Linked DNA regions of Sus scrofa: region 1 is linked to region 2. A link is a contact called in public HiChIP or PLAC-seq data. All regions are on one chromosome and are shown on one strand. Each heading gives the region's core, a stretch centred on a gene start, on an enhancer-like site or on the middle of the called end of the contact. The rest is flanking DNA. Distances are from core to core; before and after follow the strand shown.

Region 1 (5,186 bases), core at 1,595-4,094, 100 kb after region 2:
GAATTGTAGTCCAGATTCGCTGGAGACTCCCCACCCCCGCCCCAACCTCCCAACCACTAGCGCCGCGGGAGGCTCCGCGGTATTCAGCCCTCATCTTCTTGACTCTTCTGATCCTCCCCAGGAGACCGACAAACTGGAGGACGAGAAAGCCGGGCTGCAGCGAGAGATTGAGGAGCTGCAGAAGCAGAAGGAGCGCCTGGAGCTGGTGCTGGAAGCCCACCGGCCCATCTGCAAAATCCCAGAAGGGGCCAGGGAGAGCGACACCAGCGGCACAGGCGGTACCAGTGGCACCAGCAGCCCGCCAGACCCTTCCCGCCCTATGCCTTGTATCTCCCTTTCCCCTGGGCCTGTGCTTGAACCGGAAGCATTGCACACTCCCACGCTCATGACCACACCCTCCCTGACTCCTTTCACCCCCAGTCTGGTCTTCACCTACCCCAGCACCCCGGAGCCCTGTGCCTCAGCCCATCGTAGGAGTAGCAGCAGCAGTGGGGACCCCTCTTCTGACCCCCTTGGCTCCCCAACCCTCCTGGCCTTATGAGACACTCCGGCCCCCCTCCCTCCGGGTGCCACACTAACCAACATCTCCCTGCCCATTGGTACAGCTGGCCTGGACCATATCTTACATCCAACCCCATCAGGTTCTTCTCCATCCCTCCAGATGAGACTGAGCATATTTTGTAGAGCTAGCCTGGGGCACCAAAGCTGCCCACTTTTTCTCTAGGGCTGGCCTCTCTAGCACAATTTGCACAAAATCTGAGACAAAATATTTCCTGTTTGTTCAAGAAAAACTTGAGCAGCTCCCAAGAGACTTTGGAGATCCTCAGAGGTCCTCTGGAGTCCTGAACCCCTGCAGACCACCCCTACAGTCTTCATCACCCTCTTCCTATGATCCACCCAACCCTACCGCCAACAGATGATACTCCACCAGCCTAAAACACTAACTCACCCAGCCCCACTGCCAGCAGCACCAGGTTCCTGAACCAAGACTCTCTGCCAGCCCCTCATAAGTGGAAGGGGTCAGGAGGGTGCCAGAGGCTTCTGTGATGAGCTGTCCTGTGCCCCCAGCTCTGAGAAGACTTTAGCTCCAGGGAATCCAAGCATCCATAGCAAGAGCAGCTGCTATTTATTTTCCTAAAGAGAGTATTTTTATACAAACCTGCTAAAATGGAATAAAAGCCTTGAAGCTCTGGCCTGCTCTCATTGGACCCAGAGGCTAAAGGGAGAACCTTTGGAGCCAGAAGCCCTAGGCTCCCATCAGAGCTCCTCCAACTCACTATATGACCTTGGAGAAATTATTCACTATTTCGGGACCTCGATTTTCTTATCTGACAAATGAGGCTGCATCTGTTCTGCCTATCTCCAGGACTGAAAGGAGGAAGAGAAAAGCTGTGGGTTGCCAAGCCAAGAGGATTATCATCTTCCTCCTGGTGGGGGCCCGCAGTGCTCCTGCTGTGCCACAGGCTGCTAAGCCCCTTCCAGCCTCAGGGGAGGCCGGCTGAGTGGGTTTTAGGCCCCCAACACCTGCTTCCTGCCCCATTGTCTTGGACAGGAAGGAGCTGGGAAGGGAGCCGGAGCCACTTCAGGGGCCGGATCACAGCCTGTCTTGGAGCCTGATGGGGGTGGGGGGTGGGGGGTGGGCGGTGGTTTACCAGGGTCCCACATCCCGTCCCAGGATTGAGGTACTGGGGAGTCAGCCACCTTAGTTCTGCAGTCCCTCCGGATGGGAACGGTACCCCATCACCAAGTCCCCGCCCTCCTCCCAACGCCGGCGAGTCCCAAACAGACGCTGGCCGGGCCATGGGCTCTGCTTCCTTCTCAGTTTATTAGCCCCCACCCAGCCTCCAGCAAGTCCCTCCGCTCCAGCCTCCAGTCCCCTGCTGCCCCGCCAGCGAGAGCCAGGGGCCCTCCTCAGCGTCAGGGTTTTCTAAGTCCATGCAAGCGGCCCCTCGTGCGCAGCCGGGGCGGCGTTCGAGTCCCGAAGTTCACTGCAATCCCGGCGCTTGGGGACCAATCCTGGCGGGCGTCGGCGGGAAGCTGTACCCTCAATCATCTGGGGAACAGGCCAGAGGCAACTGATCGGGACTGCCCACGCTGCCAGTACTGGAGCTTCCATCGCCCAGGTCACGGGGACCGCACGGGGGCAAAGCCAGCTCGGGTGTTGGCGCAGCGCCTGAGCCCCCCGAGCCGCCGGGGCCGCCGCGGGGGCCCCACTCCTCGCCCAGCGCCAGGCAGAGCTCCTTAAGCGCCAGGTTCTCCCGCAGCAGCTCCTCCTGGCGGCCCTCCAGCTCCGCCAGCTTCTGCCAACAACCGCCTAGGTCCTCGCGCACGGCTCGGGATGCTTGGGTTCCGAAGAGCTGCCACTGGCGCGCGGCGCGCCGCCCGCGCTGGCGCTCCGAGTCCAGGAAGCAGCAGAGGTCGCGCAGCTCGCGGTTCTCAGCTTGTAGGCGCCGGTTAAGCTGCTTGAGCTCGCGGATCTCGCCCAGATGACCCTGTAGCTGCCGATTCACCTCCTGCATGAGGCGGCCGCGCTGCACCAGAGCCGCCAGGCGCGCCGCCTCCTCCCGCCGCAGGCGCCGCACCAGCTCCTCCTTGCCCAGAGCCGCCATCTCCTCATCCGTCAGCTCCTCCAGGCCGCCCGTCTCGGCCTCCATGGCTGCTCAGGCCTCTGGAGCATCGCCTGCCCGCCGCCGCGGCCCAGGAGCCCCACGACGAGCTCCGCGGCGCCGGGGTTCTAGCACCCGCTCGGCAGACGGTCTGTGGTTAAGCGAGCGTAGGATGCAGCAGTCGAGCGGGGGTGGGCACGCGGCGGGGCGCGCGCCGGGGCGGGGCCACATGACGTTAAGGAACGACAGCCAATCTGGGAAAGCCTCCTCGGAAAGGGGCGGGACCTGGGCGCCGGGGTGGGGGCGAGAGAGGGAGGGCGAGGGAGAGTGGACCGTTTTCGGACTGCGGAGTCCCCGACCCTCGTGCACCTTGGGTACCCGCGTCACCGACCTCTGTTCCAGTCAACCCTAAACTAGGCGCTTCGAACTTCCCAATTCCCAACATCCTCAGGCTCGAGCCTAGGCCTCTCGGCTCCTCCCGAGAACTAAGAATCGGATGGCGGGGGTGGGGGTGGGGGTTCCCACCCTCCTGCCCACCCGCCCCCGACGGAACCTAGACGGGCCGCCTTTCCATCCTTCCTAGCTTAGCTTGAGCTCGACAGTCTCGGCTCACTGAGTTTCGCTCCCAGTCCTCGGAACCCTAAATCCTAAGGTCCTGGCTCACCATCGGCCTACCCTCCCCCTCACGGAGTGTTCCTGCTCGGTGGGAGAGGCATACAAGGGATTCGTTTCTTCAGAAAACCTTTCTTTTTTTTCTTTTTTCAAAAAACCATTATTGTGTGTGAGATCCACGCAGAAATAAACTTAATCAAAATCCTATACTGTCCTCAAAGAGATCTTAATTTAGCAGAAGAGACAAGCTGTGCTAAATCCAAGAAGCAAATGGAGAAAGAGCATATTTTGAGGGACTGCCTTCCACCCGCAAAAGTTTTCCCAATAGAGGTGATATCTGAGGGACTCTAAAAGATGCATAGGGGAGTTCCCATCGTGGCGCAGTGGTTAACGAATCCGACAAGTAACCATGAGGTTTTGGGTTCAATCCCTGGCCTTGTTCAGTGGCTTAAGGATCCAGCATTGCCGTGAGCTGTGGTGTAGGTCGAAGTTTCGGCTTGGCTCGGATCCTGCATTGCTGTGGTTCTGGCCTAGGCGGTGGCTACAGCCCCGATTTGACCCCTAGCCTGAGAACCTCCACATGCCGATCAAAAAAAAAAAAAAAAAAAAAAGCATAGGACTGGAGTTCCTGTTGTGAGTCAGCGGTTCAAACCCAACTAGTATCTATGACGACATGGGTTCCATCCCTGACCCCTCTCAGTAAGTTAAGGATCTGGTGGTGAGTTGCGGTGACGGTCACAGACCCAGCTGGGATCTGGTGTGGCTGTGGCACAGGCTGGAGGCTGCAGCTCCAATTTGACCCTTAGCCTGAGAACTTCCATATGCCGCAGGTGCAGCCCTAAAAAAACAAAAAACAAAAAACAAAACAACAACAAAAAATAGGACTTTGGCAAGTAAGGAGAAAACTATTTCAGGGACAGGGAGTGGCACGATGAAAGTCACTGCGGGTGGGAAAGGGCCTAGCTGCTTTAACAACAATGAAAATAGCTTGATATACATCTTTTTAAAAAGGCAAGTGCTTAAGGAAAGTGGTAAGAGAGGGAGGAAGGCAACAAAGGTAGTCAGAAGCCAGATTCTTAAGGGCTTTCAGCATGAGGTTGGAGCGTGTGCACAGGCCAGTAAGGATTTAAGCAGAGGAGGAACATTTTAAAATATGCATTTATTAGAAAGGTTGTTTGAACTGCTGTGTGGGATGGACCATAGGGAGGAGATGTAGGCAGAGAGATTACTAAGAACACTGTGTCAATGGGCAAGGAGAGCTCTGCAGAAGGACTGGGCTGGGACAGTGCCAGCGGGGGGTGGAGCAGATAAAACAGATATTAGAAATATTCAGGAGGCAAATCAGCAGAACTGAATGTGGGGAGAGAGGAGTATGGGAGCTTTCTGCCATGAGAACAGGGTGGATGTTGGGGCTGTCACTGTGATAGGAACACAGGAAAGAAACAGATCAGGGAGTCCAACAGGTCTATCTGGCTTTTGAGGGGCCTCTGGGGGACCAGTGTGGCAAGAGTCACATAGAGGCGGTTCTCTGGATGTGCACCTCCAGGCAGAGCATTAAGCTGCAGAATAAGAGAGGGCATTAGTTTGTTGGGGCCAGGGTGGGGTGGATTAAAACCGTGGGAGCAGCTGCCCCATGCTCAAGAGAGGGGCTCACCCACAGGAGGGGTGGAGGGGCTGAGGGGCTCCCAGCAAGGGCCTGTGGAAGTCTGGCTAGAATTTTCTTTTTCTAGGGTGGCACCTGCAGCATTTGAAGTTCCCAGGCTAGGGATGGAATTGGAGCTGTAGCCGCCAGCCTATGCCATAGCAATGTGGTATGTGAGTCGCATCTGCGACCTCCACCACAGCTCTTGGCAACCCGGATCCTCAACCCACTGAGCGAGGCCAGGGTTAGAACCCGCATCCTCAGGGACAGTACTCAGGTTCTTAACCCGCTGAGCCACAACAGGAAGAAAATATTTAGGATAGAAC
Region 2 (5,126 bases), core at 2,418-4,917:
ACGCTGGCTCTGGTGCAGGTGTGCAGTGTCTGTCACAGCCCCAGGAGCGGAACTGCTGGCTCACAGGGTGGGTCTCCAGTTTTACTGGGAGACGCCCAACTGTTCATACCAATCCACACTCCCACCAACTGCTTATCAGGTCCTGTTGCTCCATTTCATCAGAGTACGTGGAAGTCGGTATTGTCTGACTTCCACGTACTCTGCCAATCCCCCAAGCATATAAAAGCACCTTGTTTGCTCTTCTGGGTGACCGAGCACCTTCTGACAGGTGACAAATCTTATTCACCATTTGGGTATTGCTCTGTGGTTCCCCCTCAGATCTTTTGCCCATTTCCCTATTGTATCATTTGTTTTGTTTTAAAATGTTTGTTGACGGCACCCATGGCATGCAGAAGTTTCCAGGCCTCGGATCAAGCCTGCACCACAGCAGGGACCTGAGCTGCTGCAGTGACAACACCAGACCCTCAACCCACTGCACCACAGGGAAATCCCTGCACTCTATAAAGGTACCTTGAGGAGTTCCCGTCGTGGTGCAGTGGTTCATGAATCCGACTGGGAACCATGAGGTTGTGGGTTTGGTCCCTGCCCTTGCTCAGTGGGTTAACGATCTGGCATTGCCGTGAGCTGTGGTGTAGGTTGCAGACGCGGCTCAGATCCCGCATTGCTGTGGCTCTGGTGTAGGCCGGTGGCTACAGCTCTGATTCGACCCCTAGCCTGGGAACCTCCATATGCCACAGGAGCGGCCCAAGAAACAGCAAAAAGACAAAAAAATAAATAAATAAATAAATAATAAAAAATAAAGGTACCTTGAGGGAACTTTAGATGAGCAGTTTCTCTATAATAGAGCTAAATTCACCAACTTTTTGAAATCTTTCCCTACCCTGAAACCATGGAAATCTCACATTACCTCAATTTCTGTATTTATCACCTGTCATTTCTCTCTTCACTAGACTGTAAAGCTGAGAAAAATTCTGTAAGCAAGTAGTTCCTCAAAGATGCCAGCACTGCATCTGATCCTTACGACCTCATCTCCAGGTGGGAAAACTGAGTCTCGGAAAGGCCAGGACTCTCAGTGTTCATGAGTTTTTACACTACGTTCTGAAGACCACTCTGGCTGCTTCCTAGAGGTAAATCCACACAGGTTTCTCAGCCTCTCTGAGCCTCTAGTTTCCCTGCCAGTGAAAGAGAAATAACTGTTTGTTATTTTAAAAGGAAAAAAATCTGCAGGAGTTCCTGTTGTGGCTCAGTAGGTTAAGGATCCAACACTACAAGCTGCAGTGTAGGTCACAGATGTGGCTTGGAACCAATGTTGCAGTGGCTGTGGTGTAGGCTGGCTATAGCTTTGATTCGACTCCTGGCCTGGGAACTTTCATATGCCACAAGCGTGGCGTTAAAAAAAAAAAAAAAAATCTGCAAAGATCTTAGCTGTAGACCCCGTTCACCTTAAACAATCAACAACTAACAGGTCAGAGTTCCCACTGTGACTCAGCGGTAACAAACCCAACTGGTAGCCATGAGGCTGTGGGTTCAGTCCCTGGCTTCACTCAGTGGGTTAAGGATCCTGCGTTACCATGAGCTGTTGTGTAGACTGGCAGCTGTAGCTCGGATTCAACTACTAGCCTGGGAATGTCCATATGCCATGGGTGTGGCCCTAAAAGACAGAAACAAAAAAACACAGAACAGGACAAATATGCACCAAATAGAAGCCTAACTCACATTACCTGAATTTCTGTATTTATCACCTGTCACTTCTCTCTTCACTAGACTGTAAAGCTGAGAAAAATTCACCCACCCACACCCCCGCTGCTCCCGCCTAAGCCTAAGAGAACAGGGCAGATTGCAAAAACCCTGTCCACTCCTACCGGAGGCCAGGAGAGCACATGACGATTATCAGGTAAACCCTCGCCCACATCTGGTCCACCCTTTTCCTGGCAGCGCTGACTCCAACTGTCTTCCACCAGGTGCTGCCTAGCCCAGCTGACCACGCTGACATCTGGAACACCCCAGCCCACCTGGACCCCAGGAAGGGATCAACCCACACCCTCTCCCACATCACTAAGGGATTGAGACACTCCGAGGCACCTGGCCCAAGGCCCACGTGGCCAGGATGGCTGCCCTCTGGAGCCAGAAGCTGCCGGTTTCGACGTGCACTGATAAGGAGTGTGGCAAACCTGGCCGGGCCCTGGGGAACAGGGAGCTCCCAGCCCACCTGCTTTCCATGGACAGAGCCCAGGCATGAAGGCCACTGACTTTATTGATTTAGAAAACTTTACAAGGACAGGAACTGTTCTGCCAAAAAGAGGGCCAAACATGGCATAAAACAGATCAGAAGTGAGGGTAGGGGTAAGGGCCAGGACCAGGAATTCACTCAGAAAAGCTGGTAATTGCTGACATGAAACTGGCAAGGAAAGGAGAAGGGAGATGCATGCAAGTGTGAGAATTCCAAAAAAGGTGACATGGTGAGGGGAGAGAACTCCCAAAAGATGCTGGAGTACGTTGGAAGTGCACACAACAGCAATCTTTTCCTTTGTAGAGGATGGGGGAGGAGTCCTGGCTTGGCTGCAAACTCTGGAGACTCAATGCTGGGGCTTGGGGTCGGGGGCTCCCCGGAGGGCATCACAAGAAGGCATCACACCACTCCCGGAGGCACCCGAAGCAGTCCCGCGACTGCTTGGCATTGGCGCCACACGTGTCCTTCAGCCATTCCCGGAAGAGGTCTTCATCTTTCTTGAGCACCAGAAACTGGCCAAGGACCACATAGGCCTGCAAGACAGGCAGAGGGAAGGGCATGCTGCTAGGTGCTCTGCGGACCAGGAACGAGGCCCTCAGCCTAGGAAGCAGGGCCGGCTCTGGCTAGCCCTGCAGAATACATGCCACTGCCCACCCCCAACGGGTCCACTCACTCTCCTCCCGCCCCAACTGCCAGGAAAGAGCCCAGCAGGCCATCCTCAGCCCTCCCCAGCTGCACGCAGCCACCCCACACCTTGTCAAAGCCCCTTTCCTCCAGCTTCTTGCCCAGTACGTCACCAATCCCGGCCAGGCTTCCCACTGGCTTTTCCCCCATGGGCTCTGCCACGAAATCTCGGTGCTTTTGGGAAGTTGTCATCTTGATCAAGCTTAACCTGAGAATCCCAAGAAAAGGCAGGTTAGGGCTGAAAACCCGGGAACTCCTGAGGGCCCACTACCAATCTCACAGTTAAGAGGACGCTCGACCAGTCATCGCAGAAGCTTACTCGCTTCTCCCCCCACTTCACGGACGAAAAAAGCGAAGCCTAAGGAGTCTTTTCCTCACTATTCAAAAGAGAAATCTCTTCCACTCCTTGCAGGAGCTGGTTTCGGTACCACCCCAGAGGCAACACTATCTTGCTCTAACAGGTGGCGCACGCAGAGCAGAGTCAAGATTCCAAGAGTCTGTCAGGACCCAGGGCTCGCCCTGAAATTGTCACTCCTCGGTGACCTTGGCTGGGCCCAAGTGGCACTGACCCTGCCTGCAACGGCTACCTGGCCCGTAAAGCAAATGAAGGACTCTGTCCCACCCGGCCCGCCAGCTAATCACAAAGCAGAAGCGAAGCGGCTTCTCCAGCCCGGCGGGCTGCACGCCAGGGCTCCCGCCGCGCCCCACGCCGCCGGCCCCGCCCCCAGCGCGCCGCGCCCCGCCCCCTCCCCGCGCCTCTGCGCTCGCGCGCCGCGCCCCGGCCGATCCCTCTCCGAGGGCGCATCCTCTGGCCCGCCGCAGTGCTTGAGGCGCCTTTCCCCTTCTCTTCCCCGCGCCTCCGCCAGTCTCCAGCTTGGGCCCTGCACCGCGGCTCGCACTCACCCGCAGCTCCGGTTCCCGTAACGGCCTCTCCCGCCACCCGGCCGCTCCTGCGGATGCCTCGACCCGCTAGAACTTTCGCCCCACTTCCGCTTCCGGGTCGCCTCAAGAGCCGCCTTAAAAAAAAACCCAAAATTACATTGGGCACCTCTAGCCGCGTGAAGTCATAGAGTTGAGATTGGGCCGGGGTTGAGGGGGCGGCGCGCCAGCGTGCGTTTAGGAGGCGCTCCTTTCCGGTTGCTTTGCGGGAAGCCGGGCAGCTTTCTGTGGTCTCACTGCTCGGGAAATATTTCCGGTCTGAGGGAGCAGAGGCCTGGGAGGAGAAAACTTTATTTCTCGGCGGCGCGACATTTGGAACTTAAGGATTAAACGTGGCCTACTTGGTGGTGGGAAGAATTAGAGGAGCGGACAAGGAGGGAGGTGTGGCTGGGAGGCTTCCGAGAGAGCGCCGGAAGTAAGGGGTTTCCTCGGGCCGGCGCGTGCTGTCTTCCTCGCCGTCCGGCTTGTAAGAGACTTGAGTCCAAGGGGTCTTCACCGGCGCGACCGCCGGCAAGTCCATTTTCTGTGCGCTCGTTGACTCAGCTACAAAGCGAGTCGTTGACGAGACGTGTTCAGCGTCCAGCCTGGAGAACGGGGTCGTTCCGCTTCAGGCATCGCCCGTGGGATCCGAGGGCCAGAGAGTAAGTTTGGGTTTCTCTCACTGAGCGTCTTTCCTTCGGGGTAGGAAGGGAGGAGGGCAGGCAGGGGACGGCAACTAGAGATGACACTTCGGCGTTTCCTTTGGAAACCGGCCGTCTTCTGTGTGCGCATCAGTCCTCGTCTTCTCAGTACCCAAATCATAAACAGCAGATGCCAAAGACCATGTCGGCCGGCCCTGACCTTAGTTAACTTGTTCCTAACTTGAATTCTTCTCCCTGGTCCATGTCTGTGGTATGTTGAGAGATTGAGCATCTGTTTGTGTGGCTGTGCTACGCTTGGGATGTACAGGCATACCGAAGAAGAGTTTATGTGATTCTTTCTCCCCCTGGTTGCCAGAATGACTTGTTTTCCTGAAACCCGTGTTTAGTTTTTACCGTTGTATTTTTAAATTTGTTTATTTGTTTTGGCCGTGCCTGCAGCACATGGAAGTTCCCGGCTCAGAGATTGATTCTGTGCCACAGCAGCAACCTGAGCCCCTGCAGTGAGAATGCCAGATCCTTAACCTGCTATGCCACAGGAGAACTCTTGTCACACGAGTTGTTTTTACGTGCTTTACAGTGCTAAGTGCTTTGCTTATGCTCATTCTTAGAGCAGTGCTCTAAGTTAGCTATTG

Evidence for each region. HiChIP or PLAC-seq counts read pairs in DNA pulled down with a chosen protein or histone mark.
Region 1: a contact with region 2 is called in an H3K27ac HiChIP or PLAC-seq map of alveolar macrophages. The contact joins the promoter of CCDC85B here to the promoter of EIF1AD in region 2. A contact is called at or near these places in 3 of 47 Hi-C or Micro-C datasets (brain, fetal skeletal muscle and skeletal muscle) and 2 of 2 datasets of contacts at active chromatin or transcription factors (alveolar macrophages and skeletal muscle).

The regions. Positions count from the first base shown.
Region 1 is chr2:6,434,984-6,440,169 of Sscrofa11.1, forward strand. CCDC85B (coiled-coil domain-containing protein 85B) reads right to left here and starts at 2,845. Exons shown (of 1, transcript XM_003122520.4): 1 at 1,804-2,845. The coding sequence starts at 2,654. The coding sequence ends at 2,046. It overlaps FOSL1 (fos-related antigen 1), which reads left to right. Exons shown (of 4, transcript XM_003122519.3): 4 at 122-1,190. The coding sequence ends at 541.
Region 2 is chr2:6,331,215-6,336,340 of Sscrofa11.1, forward strand. It overlaps EIF1AD (probable RNA-binding protein EIF1AD), which reads left to right and starts at 3,668. Exons shown (of 6, transcript XM_003353773.4): 1 at 3,668-4,494. It overlaps BANF1 (barrier-to-autointegration factor), which reads right to left and starts at 4,112. Exons shown (of 3, transcript XM_005660673.3): 1 at 3,818-4,112; 2 at 2,984-3,122; 3 at 2,237-2,763. The coding sequence starts at 3,106. The coding sequence ends at 2,617. LOC106509306 (a long non-coding RNA gene) reads left to right here. Exons shown (of 3, transcript XR_001306720.2): 2 at 951-1,127; 3 at 1,765-2,083.